Regions from separate parts of the Mus musculus genome. Here regions 1 and 3 are each linked to region 2. A link is a contact called in public Hi-C and HiChIP or PLAC-seq data. All regions are on one chromosome and are shown on one strand. The core of a region is the stretch at or near the end of the contact, and the rest is flanking DNA. Distances in the headings are between cores, read along the strand shown.

Region 1 (2,700 bases), core at 53-2,552, 240 kb after region 2:
AGTGAGAATGAGATATTTAGGAAAACATCACATATTTAGGAAAACATTACCCATCATAATGCATGACTCTGGTTAAAGAAAAAATCCCTAATGAAGTTAGAGGCTGTTTTAACAGGATGAAAGCAGAAATACAAGAACATGTGTGATGAGCAACTAACACAGTACTTACAAGAAAATTAAAAACATTAAATACTAGGGGTTATTTTGTTTTCCATCTTAAAATTCACCCAAAGGACCTGAAACAAAATAAAAAGTAACAATAATCTTTGATCAGAAATCAATAAAATGAGAAAAACTATATGACATACTAAGAAAATAAGAATAAACCCCAGTGTGGAGGGGGAGGAACATGGAAGTCCCCACACCTAGCTGAGGCTAACAGTGGACGGCTACTAGGGGAGAGACAGTGAGCTCCCTTTAGGGGTGCAGTGCCTGGGTAGGTTGGCCACACTCTGCTAGATGGCCCTACTCCCATGTGCATACAGGCAGGACTAATTAGACTCAATGATTTTTGGTCTTGCTTTTGGTTTTTAAGAGAACATGAATGGAGGACATCCTGGAGAAGTCAGGGATGGGTCAAATATGATAAAACACACTATATATAGTCAAAAGTAATTCCTAGACCCTATAAGTCCTCAAAATAAGTAAAAAATACTCAACATTTTAAAATAAATAAATGTATAAACTCTCTATACAGTAGAATGTTATTTGAAACCAATAAGAAAAACAGCCAACATTGATGATCTTCAAAATGACTCTGCTAAATGAGACAAGACAGATGAGAAACAATACACAGAAGACCGTTGTCTTTAATTAAAATTTGAGTCAGCATAAAAAATAGGTTTCATTATAGCATTCTCGTACATATTAGACCTTTCCCTGGTCCCCTCCACTGCCTTGGCCCATTCCTACTTTCCACATGTTGCTGGACCTCTCCAAATAGTCTCTCTTCCACTCTCCTTCCCACACATGTACATATATGTCACATTCACATACATGTTTAAATATAGAGACTATATTTAAGAATGAACTTGTGATTTTGTCTTTATTTTCCCTGAATACCTCGGTTTGACTTCCCACCTCCGGATCTTTCCCTTTGGTACTTTCTTTCCACACATCTATGCATATACATATAAATCTAGATTCTGCATGAGAAAGAAGCCTGAGATGTTTATCTTCCAAAGTCTAACATGGTTCTTTTCTTCTTCTTTTTTTTTTTAAGATTTATTCATTATTATATCTAAGTACACTGTAGCTGTCTTCAGATGCACCACAAGAGGGCGTCAGATCTCATTAAAGATGGTGTGGTAGCTGGGATTTAAACTCAGGACCTTCGGAAGAGCAGTCAGTGCTCTTAACCGCTGAGCCATCTCTCCAGCCCAACATGCTTCACTTAACATGATACCAAGCTCCATGTGCTCTGTGGCACGTGACATAATTCCATCCATATACCTGCTTCTCTGTATCTGTTCTTCCATGCTGTGGTGGGTAGTGTAGCAATGAACATGGGCATGCAAGCATCTGTGTGATATACTGACTTAGACTCCTGCTGGACTAGACCCAAGAGTGGTGTAGCTAAATAGCTAGATAGATTTGAGTCCAATCCTGGGACGTAGATTGAGGAAGAAGAGAACTAACTCGACATGAGTTGACCTCTGACCTCTACCTGCACATGTGATGGACACACATACAAACACACGCTCATATATGCACACAGGAATAAATATAGTTTAAAAAAATTAGGAGCTGAAGATATAGCTCGTTGGTTAAGAGTCCTTCTTACTCTTCCAGACAACTTAGGTTCAGTCCCCAGCCCCTACATCAGCTCCGGGGATCCAGTGTTCTCTTCGGGCCACCACAGAGCGTGGAGCATACAAGAACACATAAGCAAATGATTTTTAAACTATTTTTCTTCTCTTTCATGTTGTTTCTGAGGAAAATTTTTGTCTGTGTAACCCTGGCTCTCCTGGAACTCACTATGTAGAACAGTCTGGCCTCGAAACTCACAGAGGTCCACCCGGCTTGGCCTCCACAGTTCCAGGAAACTCCACCTCAGCCCAGTCAGAACGACCATCATCAAGAAAACAAATGACAACAAATGTTTCAAAGATATAAGGAAAGAGATGACATTACTCATTCTTGATAAATAAAAAATAAGGCAGCAACTGTGTAAATAAAATGTGAACGCTTCTTGAGAGCTGAAAATGGATCTACCGTCTGAGCCAGCTACATCACTCCTGAGCATAGACCCCAAAGGACTCGAACGTGATGCTTGCTGCTGTTCTCTTTACCATAGCAAGGAACTGGAAGCAGCCTGGATGGATAGCTATTTGAAATGTAGTGTATACACACGTAAGACTGTGTTTGACTGTATGGAAAAAAATGGAAATCAAAGGAAAATGGATGGAAGTAGAAAACATAATCAGAAGGTTATCCAGGCTCAGAAAAACAAATGTCATCTGACCTCTCTCTTACGTGGTGCCTGGCCTCTATCAAATGTGTAACCAGATAGGTAAAAATGGGTAAAGGCCAGGAAACTACAAAGGAGCCAATCAGACTGAGGGTGGGGGCAGGGCGGGGTGGGGCGGGGCGGGGCGTTAAGGGAAGGGGTGGGAAATAAAGTTTCTCTATTTCCACAGAATAAAGTGGAAGTGTAAGACTGGTGAAGACAGATAAGTGAGGAGCAGAGGGCTATTAAAC
Region 2 (2,700 bases), core at 107-2,606:
CTCCTGATGGGTTGACCACAGTCCAGTGGATGTCTTCACAGTCATTAGCATAAGTTGAACTCAGTGGGTTATTAAAATAAGGAGATGTGAAGTTAGGAGGTTGAAGCATGAACCTAGGAGGAGGTGAAGTTGGAGAGAGGGTGCATATGGACAAAACACATCATATGAATGCATGAATTCTCAAAGAATTAAGACAAACACAACATAACTAACAACAAATCTGTAAGTCCTATCCTCTGAGAGGTGAAGTTGAGTCCAACGTTTCACAACCACTCTTGTTTGGCAGCCGGTGAATTAAATTGTTTCTTTTCAGCAGAACTTTTATTGTTGAAAGACGGTTCTATTACAGTTCATTGCCTGATAGCTATTAAATAGTTCTACATCAATGAACAAGTTCAGTTTTGTATTGATGATTGCCTATGCCTATGTTTGTTTTTCAGATTCTCTTTAAATTGATCTTAACATCTTACTCTTTCCTTAATTTTTATGTAATTCATTATTTGAATCTTTGTGTTCATTATATATTGAGACTCAATCTCACCACTTGTCCTTGCCTAGCCTTGAATTTGTTATGTAGACTAGATTACCCACAAATGTTCAGAAATCCTCCCATGTCTCCCAAGTGTCAGAATCCCAGGGTGTGTCGGTTTTACCTTTAAAAGTTGATTTTAACATCCTTGAAATCACCCAGCAACCAAAAACTACCTGTCAATCACCAGGAGCTGTAAGCTTTCTTTGTGGTACATTCCAGCAAACAATAATTTTGTGAGTGTTAGTAGAAATATCCCCTGAAAGGAAGGTTTCATTTTAAAATAAACTGAAGAGATATTTTATTTACCAATCCCCCTTTGGTGTCTGTTTTGGGTGTAAATATTCTTTAGAAAGTCTTATTCTAGGCTCTAGGATCCTTGTGAACTGTTGACAGATCCATGACCGAAATCTTCATACAATACCGAGCTCATATCAGGAAAGATATTTATTGTCTTAATTCTTTTCAATTAACTTTACAACCTCAAAATGTCCTTAATTATTTGTGGTTAAAGTATGTGAATCCAGTTGGGTTGCAGGTAGGCTTTAAACTGTCCAAGTGTGAGTATAAAATGAAGAACCTCAAAAACTAATTTTCAGTGTCTGATACCACAGCTTCCTTGTAGCTAAGGGCCCAGAAGCTAGTGGTTAAATGACCTTTAAGGGGCCATCCATTGTCTGTTGCTATCAAGTGAGGTACACGCTGCTTTTTATGTGTAATATGACCATCTTATTACAACACAAACCAAACCACGGAGATAAAAGGACACTTGTTCAATGTATACAGCACAGGAATCGTTGCATCGTCACTGAGGCCCATGTGGCAGGAAGCGACATGAAACACAGGCACCCAGGCCCTTATCTGATTGGGGCCAGGCACCACAAGTCAGAGTTCAGAAGTTTAGTATTTTAGAGAAACTGACAGGTCATGTACTTTACACCGCTCCTAGTAGGAAGTGTGTACCCTGACATGCCTACATTACTATACATTATAATGCTTTTAGATTATTATAATATACTACAGTCTTGATGGAAAACTGGGCTATGTCTTGTTACTCTAAAGTATGAATATGTCTATCATAAAAAAATAAGGTATTTGGGGAGATGGAGAGTTGGCTCAGCATTTACAAATGCTTGCTCTCCAATCATGATGACAGAATGGGATTCTAGCACCCACATAAACAGCTTGGCTTTCTGCAAAGGTGCGTGACTCAATCCCTGAGGGAATCTAATAATCTCTTCTACCTCTACATGCCAGTGCTCATACACATACACACACCTACTCACATGAGCACACACAGACACAAATACACACAAATAAATTAAATTTCATTGTGAAATATAAAGTATTTTGCTGTCAAATGAATCTTGAAACAGCTTCCATGGTCAGCACTGAGGATTCTGGCTCCTTGGTTTTAGACTTGAGCAGTCCACTTTCTTTCTTTCATTTATTTATTTATTTATTTGGGTATTTATTTCATTTACATTTCCAATGCTATCCCAAAAGTCCCCCACACGCTCCCCCACCCACTCCCCCACCCACCCACTCTCACTTCTTGGCCCTGTCGTTCCCCTGTACTGAGGCATATAAAATTTGCACAACCAAAGGGCCTCTCTTTCCACTGATGGCCGACTAGGCCATTTTCTGATTTATATGCAGTTAGAGACACGAGCTCCGGGGTACTGGTTAGTTCATATTGTTGTTCCACCTATAGGGTTGCAGATCCCTTTAGCTCCTTGGATACTTTCTCTAGCTCCTCCATTGGGGGCCTTGTGCTCCATGCAATAGCTGACTGTGGGCATCCACTTCTGTGTTTGCTAGGCCCCAGCATAGTCTCACAAGAGACAGCTCTATCTGGGTCCTTTCAGCAAAATCTTGCTAGTGTATGCAATGGTGTCAGCGTTTGGAAGCTGATTATGGGATGGATCTCCGGATATGGCAGTCTCTAGATGGTCCATCCTTTCATCACAGCTCCAAACTTTGTCTCTGTAACTCCTTCCATGGGTGTTTTGTTCCCAATTCTAAGAAGGGGCAAAGTGTCCACACTTTGTTCTTTGTTCTTGAGTTTCGTGTGTTTAGCAAATTGTATCTTATATCTTGGGTATCCTAAGTTTCTAGGCTAATATCCACTTATCAGTGAGTACATGTGAGCAGTCCACTTTCTAACTAGT
Region 3 (2,700 bases), core at 147-2,646, 190 kb after region 2:
TGTGGTTTTAAATGATTTACAAGCCATCAAATGGTGCTAAGTGAGGATGAAATGCTCTAAAACATCTGAAGAATCAGAATGGTTACACAACACTTGCTGCGAGTCGGGGAGAAGTGGGTTTAGGATATTGCATGGTGGCCTACTAGATGAAACAGGTTAGTAGAAGAGGACTTTTTGGGGGAAAGGAGCAACTTAAAAAGACATCTGAGAATGAATTAACCTGAATCCTCTTTGGAACATTAAAAGGGAAATATGGATATCAGATCTATGATCATCAGAACCTATTTCCAAGTTGTAAGACAGCCAAGACTATCTATGTATAGAGACAATATATCAAAAAATACAAAAAAAAATTTTAAAAAGAAAATTATATATGGCCTTTGTTTTCCATCTACTGAAACATAGCTCCTAAAAGAATTGCCAACAAAATAAAAAATCTTTAGCATGCCAATGACTGGTGTCTAGGAGCTCTTAGAGATCTTCATGGTGGGGGTAGTCCCAGAAAGGCTAAATTGTAATTAGAGAGTTAGTACTTGGGACTCTATACTAACACAATCATTCCCACTTAATCTTGTGTGAAGAAAGAATGGCTGGAGATTGAGTTAATCACCAATGATCAAGGATTTGCCCTCAAAACTACATAACAAAATCTTAATATAAATCCTAAATGGTACAGTTTGAGGAGCTTCTGTATGTAGATAACATGAAGGAACTGGGAGCACAAAAATCTTTCAGATGGTATGACGCTCTATACTCCTTCCTCCATAAAGGGTCCTAAGAATCTCTTCAATTTATCTATCTCTGTGTTGGAGTCTTTATATTAAACCAGCATAGTAAACAAGGTGTCTTCTTCAGTTTTATGAACCATTTTAGAAAATCATTGAACCTGATAAGTGAATTATGGAAACATCCAAAATTTATAGCTAGTTGATAAGAAGTGCAAGTGATAACAAAAACTTGTTATAAGTGCTGAAGTGGGTTTCTTTTCCTAGTTAACTCTCAACTTCACAGAGCTTAGAGCCACCTTAGAGGCCAACACAGTATGGGCAGCACCACCGCTGTCCAGGTGACACAGGTTAGCAGGAGTCTGCTGAGCTAGAAAACAGCTTCATGTTTTCTGCTTCATTCTTTGTCCTGAATTTACTCCTTCTTCCCCTAAACAGATTTGTCTACTCTATTTGTCACACAAAGAATGAAGGTAAAACCTTTATCTTTCATGGAAGAATAAGGTAAATATCAATTATTCCTTCTTTTTACAAAAGTACTCACCTTGACTCAGTTCTATGGACAGAGACTGATTACCAGTCGAATGAGAGACTAAGCAGGACACAACAGACACATTGTTCTGCTCCCAGTGGCACGTGCTCCTGACAGTCACAGTGCCATTGCTGTGTGACTCACTCTTAGTGACACAGTCCCCATCTGGAGTCCAAGAGATCTGTGCAGCAGGCTTGCCTGCCATTGCCTCACAGACTGCAGTTCTGTTTTTCCCTGGAAAGTAGGTTACCTCAGGGGGCACTGGAGAGATGGGAAGGAAATAGAGCTTCAGTCTTGTCACAATCACAAGGACATTTTTTCTAACTAAAATTGGTAATGTGAAATAGCACAATATGTGACATTGTCACTTACCCAGCACTTGGAGGTCATAGACTTTTTCTAAATTCCCTTCAGGTGTTACTATCTCACATGTGTAAGTCCCCTCATGCTGGAGGGCCACTGCACTGATCTGAAGTTCAGGACTGTGGTCAGGTGTGGAGGCCCAGGTGATGTTCCTGCCCAAGCAGCTGGTTTCATTGGTCTTTTTATCTAGGTTGTATGCTATTGTGCAGGAAGGCAGGTGTCTGTGTTTTATTATCCATGTGATTAATACTGCATTTATCAGTGGACTAGAAAAGCAGCAGAGCAGAGCCTTTTTATCCATCTGTACAGACATTGTAGTGTTAACTGGATACACAGAGAGAAAGGACGAGAAAAAGAAACCTTGTGAGTTAGGTCTATCCACAGTAACTTATATGAAGTTACACTAGAACAATGCTTGACTAATGGAAGTATTACAGCAATAGTAGATTTGTCTCACATTTCTTTATTTCTGTATGTTCAAACTATCAGAATTAAATATGTTATTCATCTTCTAAAGTAAAGGTTCGAGCATGTGGGCTACGCACATCTTGCACCATAAATCCTCACATTGCTTGGACACTGACATAAATCATCCCTGATGGATACAAGTGTGCTAAGTGGTGATAACTCGACAAACTTATCTGTCACAATCACTTGTGACTAAAGTCAGCCATGTCATCACTTTAACAGGAGCAGAACTTGATGGGAATAAACCATGCTTATGATAAACACTGCATTAACATCTCTACTTCCTGATTTCAATATCACTTGTCTCTTTGGGGAACTCAAGTCCTCACAAGTCAAATCCAAATAAAGCTCAACTAATCCAAGAAAGAAATTCTTAACACAGACCTACCACAGTCTTTTCATCACTCACTCTGAGGTGGTAAAAGTTTAGAGGCAAGGGTTCAGGGTCCCTCACACCATAACACTACATCACCAGACTCTGCTACTCCTCCTAAATCTGTCCAGTAGCCAAGGCATTAGTTACTGTTTCTAAGCAAGGTCAACTCTCCATTCCCACATAATAAGCAAGAATGTTACCTTGTGTCAGAGAAGATGAACTGTCATTCTGTATTG

The links. A called contact is a pair of places that touch in the nucleus more often than the background predicts. HiChIP or PLAC-seq counts read pairs in DNA pulled down with a chosen protein or histone mark.
Region 1: an H3K27ac HiChIP or PLAC-seq map of the HPC-7 cell line shows a contact between it and region 2, with 10 times the contacts expected there. The contact joins two enhancer-like sites. A contact is called at or near these places in 36 of 484 Hi-C or Micro-C datasets (B cells, the C3H10T1/2 cell line, CD4 T cells and 26 more), 10 of 115 datasets of contacts at active chromatin or transcription factors (CD8 T cells, the HPC-7 cell line, the NIH/3T3 cell line and 6 more) and 1 of 9 other capture datasets (bone marrow-derived macrophages).
Region 3: a Hi-C map of bone marrow-derived macrophages shows a contact between it and region 2, with 2.6 times the contacts expected there. The contact joins two enhancer-like sites. A contact is called at or near these places in 6 of 39 promoter capture datasets (the C10 cell line, the HPC-7 cell line, cranial neural crest and 3 more), 1 of 15 datasets of contacts at CTCF or cohesin (the G1E-ER4 cell line), 7 of 484 Hi-C or Micro-C datasets (the G1E-ER4 cell line, bone marrow-derived macrophages, nephron progenitors and 1 more), 1 of 115 datasets of contacts at active chromatin or transcription factors (CD8 T cells) and 1 of 9 other capture datasets (macrophages).

The regions. Positions count from the first base shown.
Region 1 is chr16:44,779,548-44,782,247 of GRCm38.p6, reverse strand. All of the region lies in intron 1 of Cd200r1 (CD200 receptor 1), which reads right to left. Among named protein-coding and RNA genes, the nearest start is that of Cd200r1, 15 kb to the right of the region's middle. Within about 2 kb of position 1,302, at least 10 of the 459 cell types and tissues checked have an H3K27ac peak or open chromatin away from gene starts, as enhancers often do. A contact at or near this core is called in the G1E-ER4 cell line, the HPC-7 cell line, acute myeloid leukemia and 1 more, where this site is marked.
Region 2 is chr16:45,024,172-45,026,871 of GRCm38.p6, reverse strand. It overlaps a transcript of Cd200r3 not described here. Among named protein-coding and RNA genes, the nearest start is that of Ccdc80, 68 kb to the left of the region's middle. Within about 2 kb of position 1,356, at least 83 of the 459 cell types and tissues checked have an H3K27ac peak or open chromatin away from gene starts, as enhancers often do. A contact at or near this core is called in the G1E-ER4 cell line, the HPC-7 cell line, acute myeloid leukemia and 2 more, where this site is marked.
Region 3 is chr16:44,832,102-44,834,801 of GRCm38.p6, reverse strand. It overlaps Cd200r4 (CD200 receptor 4), which reads right to left. Exons shown (of 6, transcript NM_207244.2): 2 at 2,665-2,700; 3 at 1,630-1,944; 4 at 1,270-1,518. Among named protein-coding and RNA genes, the nearest start is that of Cd200r4, 13 kb to the right of the region's middle. Within about 2 kb of position 1,396, at least 8 of the 459 cell types and tissues checked have an H3K27ac peak or open chromatin away from gene starts, as enhancers often do. A contact at or near this core is called in the G1E-ER4 cell line and bone marrow-derived macrophages, where this site is marked.